Linked DNA regions of Columba livia: region 1 is linked to region 2. Evidence: chromatin contacts called from public Hi-C data. All regions are on one chromosome and are shown on one strand. Each heading gives the region's core, a stretch centred on a gene start, on an enhancer-like site or on the middle of the called end of the contact. The rest is flanking DNA. Distances are from core to core; before and after follow the strand shown.

Evidence for each region. Hi-C and Micro-C count contacts between places; a contact is called where the count stands out from the background.
Region 1: a contact with region 2 is called in a Hi-C map of crop, with 2.4 times the contacts expected there. The contact joins the enhancer-like site here to the promoter of RBFOX2 in region 2. A contact is called at or near these places in 2 of 2 Hi-C or Micro-C datasets (crop and liver).

Annotation. Positions count from the first base shown.
Region 1 is chr1:174,130,337-174,135,821 of bColLiv1.pat.W.v2, forward strand. The region is part of intron 2 of RBFOX2 (RNA binding fox-1 homolog 2); the gene reads left to right. Among named protein-coding and RNA genes, the nearest start is that of MB, 93 kb to the right of the region's middle. Within about 2 kb of position 3,050, at least 2 of the 3 cell types and tissues checked have an H3K27ac peak away from gene starts, as active enhancers do.
Region 2 is chr1:174,026,491-174,032,571 of bColLiv1.pat.W.v2, forward strand. It overlaps RBFOX2 (RNA binding fox-1 homolog 2), which reads left to right and starts at 3,865. Exons shown (of 12, transcript XM_065048158.1): 1 at 3,865-4,288. The coding sequence starts at 4,079.

The sequences.
Region 1 (5,485 bases), core at 1,800-4,299, 100 kb after region 2:
GGGTCTTAAAGCAAATTCTTTTCTCCCCAAGTGTGAGCACTACACCCAAAAGCCAGAGGCCCCAGAAAAGGTGACGGCAAAGCATGTGGTAAGTGCATTCTGCACCTCTCTGGAAAGCAGAGCACCTTTTTACTTTTTCACAGTGTTTTTGCTTGTTTGGAAAGTAACCGGAGCTGTGCTCATCAATATTTGAGGCTCTCAGGTGCCTGTTGAGGGCTGGAGGGAAGGAGGGCCAAGGGAGGGCAGGCAGTGTGGGAGCCAGAGGGGCAAATAGGGAGCAGCCCTGACCCTGCCTGGTTGTCTCATCTCCCTTATGCTAGTAGACTTCTCATCGGGACGAATGTGCTCTGAAATATTTATTGCCCTGTTTAAATATTCATCGCTGCAAAGGCAGCACAGCCTGATGGCAGCAGCAGAGCCTCAAGGGACAGGGGCTGCAGCAGTCCCTGGCGTTTCCGTTCAGTAATATGATAAAAATATATTAAAAAAAAAATAATTGGGCATTCCCCCACTGCAAGATTGACAGGAGCAGTCAGGCATACGTCTCGGTGTTTCCTCTCCGTGCCAGAGACTTGTGTTTGCTCTCAGGCTTCTATGCTGGGGTGCTGCTCTTGGTTGCCAGATGCTAATGCTTTTTTTCTAGGCCTGTATCCTGGAGCAGGCGGCTTTGTTTAGCCTGACACTGTATGCGTGAAAGGGGATGTACAGAAGGGGAGACCGACTGGCTGAAAGGGTTTAAGTTTTGCGTAGCCTGTTCTCTTGTCTTCCTGTAGGTGCGAGCAGACAGAGTGAGGCAGGGAGAGAAAGGATCTTTAATGCACTTGGCTGTAGAAGGTGTATGTCCGCTGGGAATTATGGACGGGTAAATTTCATGGGAATGCGTGCAGTAACATATTAATGGAGCTGCAGATGCTGACAGGCATGCCACCAAAATGAGTTGTTCTTATATCAATTTAGCTTTTAAGGTTTATTGATTTAGCTTCAGTGAAATAGAGCGGTTTAAAAGTGGAACTACCAGTAATATGCAGTAGTTTAATGAGAAGATTTGGTGTATTGCTGTTGTTAAACCCACACATGCTTTTTGTGGCCAAGGCATCGATGTGGTGGTGACAAGGGCGAGCAGCATGCTTCCAAAGGTACGGAGGGAGCTGCTTGAACGGGGGCGCTGCAGGACCTGCATTAAGAACACCCAGCCCAGGAGGAGCAGTGAAAGATGGTCAGACACACTGTGGACCTGGGGCTTCACCTTTGAGCTGTGCAGGTGGCCTTTGTAAGGGAGAAGTCTATGCTGGTTTGTGGTTACAACAGGAATTCAGTAAACATATATTAGCTGGAAGGCCTGGGGGAAAGAGACTCTAAAGGATTTGATAACAAAGGGGAGTTCTTTCCTGAGATACCTGACAATTCACCATGTAAAAACCAACTCTGTACTGGCTTACATTGGGACGCTCTGAAAGCTAAGCAGGTAGAGGCAGTAACATACGCAGAATGTCCAAGTAACCTCTTGTTCTGGGACAAAGTGGCTTTCAGGTGCATTTCCAAGTTGCGCTTAATGTAGCATAGCTATGGGCTGCTGTGAGAAGAATAGTCCCCCTCGTCTCTCTGCCCTGGCCATATGTTCAGCCACCTCACTGCTTTGGGCACCGTGCTTAGGCGGATATAAACCGAGACAGTTCAGTTTATGACCAAACAGACAACTATTGTTTGGATTAATTTTCTGGCTACAGCTGTGGCATGACTTGGTCTCGCAACAGCCGGGGAGGGAAGCAGAGCCCATGCTTCTGAGGCCAGCTGGTAGTTTATCATATTAGGTAGTACACGAAACTGCACCCATACTTCTCAATAGCTTGTTCCCCTCCATAAGGTGAAGTCATTTTCCTTATAAATGTGTCTGCTGCTGAGTTTAATCTGCTTTAATTTATGTGCATTGACTTCTGCCAGCTCTTCTTAGCTTTCCAGAACATTGTCCTATAGATCTGGCCTCAGATGGTGTCTTCTGGTGTATGTGTTGTAGGCCATTATGTCTCACTCAGGTGCTTCTGATTTGAATGACATAATGTTTTCAGCACAAAGGCATGAAGAGATGGAAAGGGCTGAGTCCTCCTCACTAGCTGACTTAATGACTGTCATTTAGGAATCAGTAAACAAACTAAAATGGTACCTTTTACCAGAACTGAATTTATCAGACTCAGCTTCTGGCTATTGGTTTTATTGATGCCTTTGTTCATTAGATTACATATTATTAGTGCCTACTTCTTTTTTTTTTCCTCTCCTGACAATTAATATACTTTCACAAAACAGTCAGTTGACACTTTTTTTAATTATAAGCAAAATAGATTGGGCTTTTCAGGTTTTTCAGTGTACAGCCATGTGGCTTTTTCCAATCTTGTGGTCATTTTTGTGGCTCTCGCTTGTTCCCTTTTGAGTTTTTTTAATTCCCTTTTTAAAATTCATGTGCAGAAGTGTGTATCACCTTATTTTTTTCATCTGGTCAAGGCCACGTGCTAAAGTAGCAATGCTTCCCACACCCTCCTTGTTGGTAATATATCCAAACAGCTGTAGTCACCCTTTGTACCAGGCTGCTGCATTGGTGAGTTCCTTCTCTGTGGCCATTCCTTTAAAGAACCTCTGATTTCCGAGACACATAGTGGAGGTTTCCTTGAAAATGGAAAACTCCTCTTGGAACAAATTAGTAGCAGGAGATAAGAGAATGCATTGCTGGAATGGAGAGTAACTGTGGGAAGAAATCTGTGTTTTTAAACCATCAAATTTCTGTTCCTGAGCATGTGCCAAGTCAGTCTCAGATATCCTCCCCCCACCTCAACCCTGAGAGCAGCTTGAAGTAATATTGTCGCTGTGTTACTGAGTGCTGGCGCTCGAGTCACAGATGAGTCCTGTTTGCTTCGGCTGGGGCTGCTGCATCGCATCCCCTGTCTCCTGTACTGAATTCTGACCCTACCCACACTAGGCCAGTGGCAGTGAAAATGTGATGGGACTGAGATGTTTGGCTGCTTGCATTAAAAAAAAAGAGCCCCAAGAGGAGCTCTGGTTTTGTGTTTAAGTATGCTGGATACATCTCTTCCCCCACCTTTGCTCCATAGTCATGCCCAAACACGCGGCTCCTCGCTGTGGTTTCTGCCAGCTCTGCAGTTCTTTCCGAGGCATTCAGCACTCTGCAATGGATTCCAGATGTGCTCTCCCCTTCCTGGCACTTTCTCCTTTCCTCATCTGGCAGTGAGGCAGGGCTTCTTTTCCCTGTGGGGTGCTGGAATTAGTGCAGGCAGGTGGGAGGACTTTCCTGCTGGACACTGAAATTGGGGGAGTTGGAGGGGCCTGTGTAAGTGAAGCTGGGTGATGGGGCTTTGAGGTGTGTCCATCCTCCAAGAGCCAAGTCAGCTTGGACCAGCACCTCCACACAGCTCTGTACCACTTTCAGCTCATTCCCCTCACAGCAGGGGAGAGGGTGACAGAGAAGCCCCATGCCAAAAGCAATATTCAGAATCCTTCTTAGAAGAGCACTGAATATACAGAGAGATCTGGAAGAGTCTCTTAGAGATAGCTGCATCACATAGTAAGGTCTTTGAAAAATTCCTCTGTAACTAAAGTAGATATAAATCTTTCTAAGGGGTTGAATGAGCTTCATGAGGGTTTAAACATTCAGGAAAGCAGTTTGAATTCTTGAGGTTGCCGGAATAACTTTCCGCACTCACTGAGACGTGGTGATGTGCTTGCAGATACAGGGTGATAGTCCATTTGCAGAGCAGGGACGTGGGATGAAAAGCTTATCAGTCCAGCTCAGGTACCTGACTGGAGTTGGAGAAGCAGTTTTTTAGAAATATGACGTCACCCAGAGAACTACTGTCTTCCTTGAAACAAAGCTGTCTGGAGTGAGCAGACTGGTTGCAGAATTAGCTGAGATAACGGTAGCTGTGACACTAACCTGACAGCCTGGTTGAGAGTTACCACAAGGCCGGGTGGGATTTTCTTTCCTGTTATATTTCCCTGTTCTTGTAGCCCTTCTTTTACAGAGCAGCACCAGGAACCACGGGTTAGTGGTCAGGAGTAAGGCAGAAAACCAGCACAGAGCCGTCTGAGAGTCATGTACACAAGTGCCCAGGAACCCTGGTGCACCCGTAGATGATCCCTGAAAGAGCCATCACCCACACTCCTTCCCCACCACCAGCCTCCAGTTCCTGCTGCCTCCCTGTGTGAGGATTTGCAGTCATGCAGCTGTGAGTGTGATCGGTTTGCTAATCTGCTGAAAAGCTAATCGTGGTTAGCTTGGATTAAACATACGTGACACATCTGCAGCACACTGTTTCTTAGCTATGATTCATTTGAATTCTGGTCCAGAAGAAGAAACTTAACCCTCTTCACCCAATAGTAAAGTAATCTCACTTGTGTGGGAGATGCTTCTGTCACTCTGGGTGCCTGCTGGATTAGTGTATGACAGGATTTGTAATATTTTGAGACTTTATTTTCATATTTATTTGTTGAAAGCTAGTCATCTTATGGAAATCTTTTTTCCTAAGAAAGTTGGACTATGAAGTGGAAAATATTCACTTGGAATATTGTACTTGTGGGAAGAGTACAGCCAGGGTAGGTGATAAAGAACCGATCCGGAACAAAATATTGAGCCTGAGCCTTTCTCTTACTTGCTGGCTTTGCTGCTGAGGACAAATCCATCCTGGTGATTTTTTTCCCTTTGTTCCACAGCCCCACTCCTCTCCCCAATAATTCTTGGAGGTCGTTTCATTCCTAATATGGAATGGAAACAGATGTTGAGACCTCGATGTCATCTCTTGAAGCACAATTCTCTTTCTAATCAACCCCAGAGAGTGTAAATTGATTGAAAGCGTTTGGTGGGATGCCTTTGTGCCAGTGACATTTAACTTTTTTTTTTGAAAGAGGAGCAACGTAGATTTCAGGAGCAGAAAATCAGTGCTTTTTTAAAATGTGAAAGGTATGTTTCAGGCTGGTAAGTAGATGTGGCTCTGGGCTTTCTTAATGTTGTGTAACTCTAAAGCTTTGGCTATATCCAACAGAAAGCCTATTTGCAGGATGCCCAGGGGCTTCTTAATTAACCGTTATGCATTCAGCACTGGGAGCCTGTGTTTGTGCATTGGGATAGAGCAGAAGTTGACCGTTACTGGAAATAATGACAGCATGGGGATGAGTGAGTTCTTCCTGCGTATAAGAGTAAGACAAGACTATAATTTTCTTTCATCCTTTCCTACAAAAGAAGGGCTTGAACCTTGAATCTCTGTAAAGTTCTTAAATGCATTAAAAAAAAGGCCAGCTGTTTTATTTTATGGAACAGTTTTTGGTGGGCTCGAATGATAGCGTGTGTATTGGAACATAACTTGTTCTTCCCTTGCTTTACATATCTAGGAGAAGGAAGGGTAAGATTAGATAATCTAGTGCAAGCTTGCACCAGGAAGTCGACGGAAACATGCCTTTAAATGGTTAGCTAGGTGCTAGCTTG
Region 2 (6,081 bases), core at 2,615-5,114:
CAACCTGTGTGAGTCGTTGACTCTGCTCCAGCCCAGCATCTTGTGGGACTCAACTCTTTGTTCTTCCATAGATGTTTCACACCTGATGACACTTGATCTCCAGCCCAGTGAGAGCACCAACACATGTACCTTCAAGGATTCCCTTCAGAGGGTGTCTTCTTTTTTGTGGGGGGGGAACCGCCACAACTTTACTCAAAAATTGTATTAATATATTTAGAAAGATATATTCTTCATACCAAATTCTAAGAGCTCTCTGAAAGGACAGTGTTTCTTACAGTTGCCTCTCGTTGATCCGTCAAAGACAAAGCACTGGTAAGCACTCTACAAAGCTGTCCATAAAATCATGGCACATAGGAGCCTTTGGCAAGAGCACTGTGCAGCAGTGAAGGGTTAACAGAGGAGTCAGCTGTCTGTTTAGTATGTCTCAGATGTCACATACAAATACCTAAAAGGCAGCTGGGTTGTGTGAAAGGAAATCAGCAGATTAAGATTGTAGTCCCAGCTCAAAAGCTTTTTTGTGACTTCAGGAATGCCTCGTATCCCGTCTGTTAAATTGAGATAATACCGATCCCACAAGCGTACTGTGAAGATTAATTCATTAATCTTTTTTTAAGTGGAAAGGGAAAGAGCCAGAAAAATAATAATATGAAATATCACGGCAGTAATGACAGAAAGCAACTGATAGCACAGGGCACGGCAGCTGCAGCTGCAGGTCAGTTTGGTGTAGAGGGCAGAGCACCCTGGCTCAGCTCCCTTCATCTGCTCTGTGACTGAGGGTGCTCGGGGCCCTGCCGTGCCCCGGCTGCTCCCCTGGCGGGCTGCAGACCATGGCCAGCCAAAAACGCCTCCCCAAGACACCAGCCTGCAGCACCGCCAGCCCTCCTGGGTGGCGTCTCTGCAGGAGACGGTGGAAACGGGATTGGTGGAAGATGAAAACTGGAGGCTGGGCACTGCAGAGCAACTCCCTCAACATCCCTCAAGGGGGGTATCAGGCAGATGCCGAGATCACAATGAGACGAGTGCTTCCAAGTGCACACACACATTTGTCCCAAATTGTTTACTCCTAACTTGTCTTCAGGTTGAAGCCTTCTGCAGCGCTTAATGGGCAACACCTTGACCTACACCCATCATCACTAAAATTAGGAGGAAAACAAATACGGAAATGCTGCTTTTCTCTGAATTAATATCACCACTGTCATGAGAATCTCGGCTTCTTTTCAAGCCAAGGGTGGACTGAACATGTTCCTTCCTTGTTGTTTTGACAGTCTGGCTCATTTCATCAAACCCAGTCAAGATGAATGAGACACGTGTTTACCTTCGGTGGGTGAGCAGACAGAAGCTGCATGTAAATGTCCTCTGGGCGCCTGCCACTCCATGGGGATTTGTAATCATTTTGAAAAAAGAGATTTTCCCCTTCACTGGAGGAGACAAGCTGGCACCTCAGCACAAAAACATACCACTTAAAATAGCTTTTAATGTGGCCTTGAAAACTATTTTTGGATCAGGAAAAATGTGGTGTAAGGGAGGACTGGAGTCATGTATTGTAACTGTCACTCAAAACCAAAGGCTCTATCATGTCATGAAGATCAGCAGATGTTCAAAGACACATCAAGACAACCTAACCAGTCCACAGGCTTTGCTACACATGGTGATATCTGAGAAGTCATCATAGATTCGTAGAATGGTTTGGTTTTGAAGGGACGTTACAGATCATCTAGTTCCAACCCTCTGCCATGGGCAGGGACACCTTCCACTAGACCAGGTTGCTCAAAGCCCCATCCAACCTGGCCTTGAACACTGCCAGGGACGGGGCACCCACAGCTTCTCAGGGCAGCCTGTTCCAGTATCTCACCACCCCCATGGCGAAGAATTTCTTCCTTCTGTATAATCTAAATCTACCCTCTCTCAGTTTAAAGCCATTACCCCTTGTCCTGTCCCTACATGCCCATGTAAAAAGTCCCTCTCCAGCTTTCTTGTAGGTCCCCTTTAGGTACTGAAAGGCTGCTAGAAGGTCTCCCTAGAGCCTTCTGTTCTCCAGGCTGAACAACCCCAACTCTCTCAGTCTTGTCCTCATACGAGAGGCGCTTCAGCCCTCTGATCATCTTCGTGGCCTCCTCTGGTCCCTCTCCAACAGGTCCATGTCCTTCTTATGTTGAAGCCCCAGAGATGCACGCAGGACTCCAGGTGGGGTCTCACCAGAGCAGAGGCAGAATCACCTTCTTCGACCTGCTGGTCATGCTCCTTCTGATACAGCACAGGATATGGTTGGCTTTCTGGGCTGCAAGCACACATTGCTGGGTCACGTTGAGCTCCTCATCAAACAACAGCCCCAAGTCCCTCCCTTCAGAGCTGCTCTCAATACATTCTCTACCCAGTCTGTGCTTGTGCTTGGGATTGCAAGTCAAGAAGGGCTTACTCCTAGGTGCATTGACTTACAATGACCACCTCCATTCCTGGCTTTCATTCCTTTTCCTCAGCAGGAGGAAGGCAGGCAGAAGAGGAGTGCCACTCGCATCCCATAATAAAGCCAACCACAGATTTGTATTATGATCTGCAGATCCGTTCTCCATCAAGTTGCCATGGCTTCCAGACTACTTTTGGGACAGTACAGGTTGCCTGTGTGGTCCTTGTTTTAGAGCAGACATTGTTCTTGGTACTACGAGACAGCAGCTTTGTAATAAAATCAATTTCTTGTTTCTGTGGAGAATCCCAAATTTGTTTCCCGAAGTCAAAAATGTGATGTACTAAAGGGCTCATGAACAGGCTTCATGTTTTTGAAGACCGGTGTTTCCACCTGGTTGGAAGCCTTCTGCAGCAGGAGGAATTTAGAGTTACATATAAAAATGCAGGAGAAACCCACAGGGGCCATCAGGAGTGGGAAAGCAGATCAGCCCCTTTCTCCAGAAAATCCAATGCAGACTGTGCGGAGCTGCCCACAACAGCCCGGAGGACTGCTGGAAAACGCCGAACAGACACACCCCACGAGTCACGGGCGGCTGTGCTGGGTAGGGGCAGCACCAGGTACTGGGTAGGGGCAGCACCAGGTACTGGGTTGGGCGGCACCAGGTACTGGGTTGGGCGGCACCAGGTACTGGGTTGGGCGGCACCAGGTACTGGGTTGGGCGGCACCAGGTACTGGGTTGGGCAGCACCAGGTACTGGGTAGGGGCAGCACCAGGTACTGGGTTGGGCGGCACCAGGTACTGGGTTGGGCGGCACCAGGTACTGGGTTGGGCGGCACATCCCCAGAAGGTGGATGGTCTGCACCCCTCACCTCAGACTCGGCACAGCCCAGCACCGCCTGTACAGGCAGAGCCGTGCAAACCTCACCCCGAGAGGCGGCGTGGCAGAGCGGGGACAGGAACCTGGCTGTGCCTGTGGCGGGGACTGAGGGGACACAGCTCTGCGGCCCCGCGGCCAACGTGACCGCCCCAGCCCTGCGGAGGGGTCCTGCATCCACCCCGGTCCCTTACAAAGATGCACCGGCCCAAACCACAAAGCCTCTGGCCCAGCCCCAGTGCAAAACGACGCCGCCAGGGTCAGGCACAGCCCAGGCCGCCTTCGCGCCCCAGCGCTGCGGCCATCGCTCGGCCCAGGCCGCTGGGGCTCGGCCGCGCGGGTGCGTGGCTGGGCGGACGCCGCCTCAGACGCGCTCCGGGTGCGGCGGGAGCGCCGGGCCCCAGGCGGCCATTTCCCGCCGCCCCGCGCGGCCCCGTGGCAGCGGCGGGAGCGCGAGGCCTGTGTCCCGCGGCGGCCCCGCCCCGCCCCGCGCCGAGCCCCGCCCCGCCCTGCCCGAGCCCCTCCCGCCGCCGCCGCCGAAGGTTGCCGAGTGGGGGTCGCGCGGCTCCGGCGGCTGGACCGGCGCTTCCGGAGATTGCCGAGGGGCTTCGGCCCCTCCCCAGCCGCCGCCGAGCCCGTGACCGAGGCGCTCCGGTGGGTCGGAGCCCGTCGCGCCCGCTGCTCTGGTCGCGGCGCGGGGTTCGCCCTCCTCGTCTTCCTCCTCCTCCGGTAGCGCCGGGCGTCGCGGTGACAGAGCGGGGCGATCGCGGCGGGGGGCGGCCGGGGCTCCGGCGGCGCGGATGGCGGAGGGCGGCCAGCCCCCGCAGCAGCAGCAGCAGCAGCAGCCACAGCCGCAGCTCCTGACCGCCGGTGGCGGCGGCGGAGGGGCCGCCCGCGGCGTGAAGCGGGAGCCGGAGCTGGAGCAGCCCATGCCCGGTGGGGACGGCGCCGAGGGCGGCCACAGCAAGCGGCTGCGGACGGAGGCGGAGGCCGACGGCGGCGGCATGCAGGTAGCGGCAGGAGTGGGCCGGGCCCTCGCCGGCTCTCCCGGACCGGGGCTCGGCGGGAGTGGGGCGGCCGGGCCGGGTCGCGTTTAATTTCGGTTTGCAGGATTCAGCGCGCTGATGACGGGCGTGCGGCCCTTTCCCCCGCCGGCAGCGGTCGGGAGCAGCGCGGGGAGCGGGTCTCCTGCCCGGGGCTCCCCGGCCCGCGGCGGCGGCTCCCGGGGCGCAGGCAGCACGTGGGGCCGCGGCTGAGCCTCAGGGACCGCCGCGGGGTCCGGCGCTCCGGGCGCCGCCGTTCTGCGCCCGCCCCCCGGCCGGGGACCCGCGGGTGGCGGCGCCTTGGGGACCGGCGGGGGTTTATCCGCGCCGCTGTGTGTCTCGTGGGGCATCGGGAGAAATCCCAGGTGCTGCCTGGGAGTGGGGAAAGGGCTCATGGGGTGTCTGGTGGGCGCTTTCCAGCTCGGCGCTGGGGCTGCCGGCAGGATCTTAGCGTGCCTGTCGTCTTCTACCAGCACGTTTTGATCGTCCCCACAACATCGCTCTTTCCAGGTGCGTTCCCTTTTGTGTGTCTGGTGTGATGCTGCCAAGGTATTTCTGCTTTCCTTTGTCTGGGTGTTGTACAGGGTTGTTTTATTATGGCAGTTGCGCTGGCCTTTTTTGTTTCTGCTTCTTGTGACGAGTATATTGGAGCCCTTTAGAAGAAGAGTGATTTATTCATCCGAACTTGTTTCTCTTTTCACCTTTGCTTGGGTTGGTGAGTGCTGCTGATAGTTTCTAAGGGGAGCATCCTGTCCTCTCCAACGTGATTTTCATCCAGATGCCAAATGCTGGCCAGCAATCTTCCCTTTTAATTTCCTAGGCTGTCCCCAGTTTGCATGCTCAAGATTTTTTTTTTGTTAATAGCTTGCAGCAGGAGGATTTAGTTTGTGTTTCTGTTTGATGTTTGGCCTTTCGGGGTGGTCTCTCTACCTCACGACATCACTTTTTTCTCAGCATGATGTTGTGGGCTGAACATGGGCTGGAGCTTCACACCCGAGTGCTGCCGCTCGTGCTCCTGCAAGGGCCAGTGAAAACCCCAGCGTTCCTTGAAGTAGTATCTTCTCCCACATGTAGATGTCAAGTATGACTCAGACAGTGTGTATAGTTGCAAGGAAAAAGATCCTCAGCATTGAAGGAGTGCTTATACGTTGTGTCTCGCAAGGGATTATGAATGAGTGTGTGAACATGGTGACATGAAATTCTTCCAGCTATTCAGAGTCGAACTGAGGCATGGGTCCTGTGTAGCTACAGGGGATGCACCAGTTTACTTTCACTTATTGGTTAAACTGGGTGGTGTTGATGTAAACCAGGGGTAAATCAACTGAAAATTGCCCAGGAAGAGACTTGAATGGGATTAAGAGAACAGTCTTTTTTTTTTAATTGCAAGCGAGTACAGTTTCTGTATACATAAAAGCCCTCCTGCTAGGCTTACGTTGAGGAAAGCATTTTTTTATCTGTTCAGTGAATAGTACAAGATATTAAGATTGCAGCATTCAACCACGGGGCTATGACAGTGCATGTGCACTGCAATGTGTGATACTGGTGGCAATGGTAGTAGGGATTAATTGTGGATCTTAGCAAAAAGCTGGGTTTGGTTTCCATGTGAAAAGCTGGCAAACAGTGGAGAAGTTAGGTGGACAAGTGCAACTAGTAGAGTCCAGTTTTAAAGTTGAGTGTGTTTATAGTCAGTATAACTATCCTTCACACTGAGACCCCCATGTTGTAGTTACTTGGTATTCTTAGCATAATTTTAATCTTCC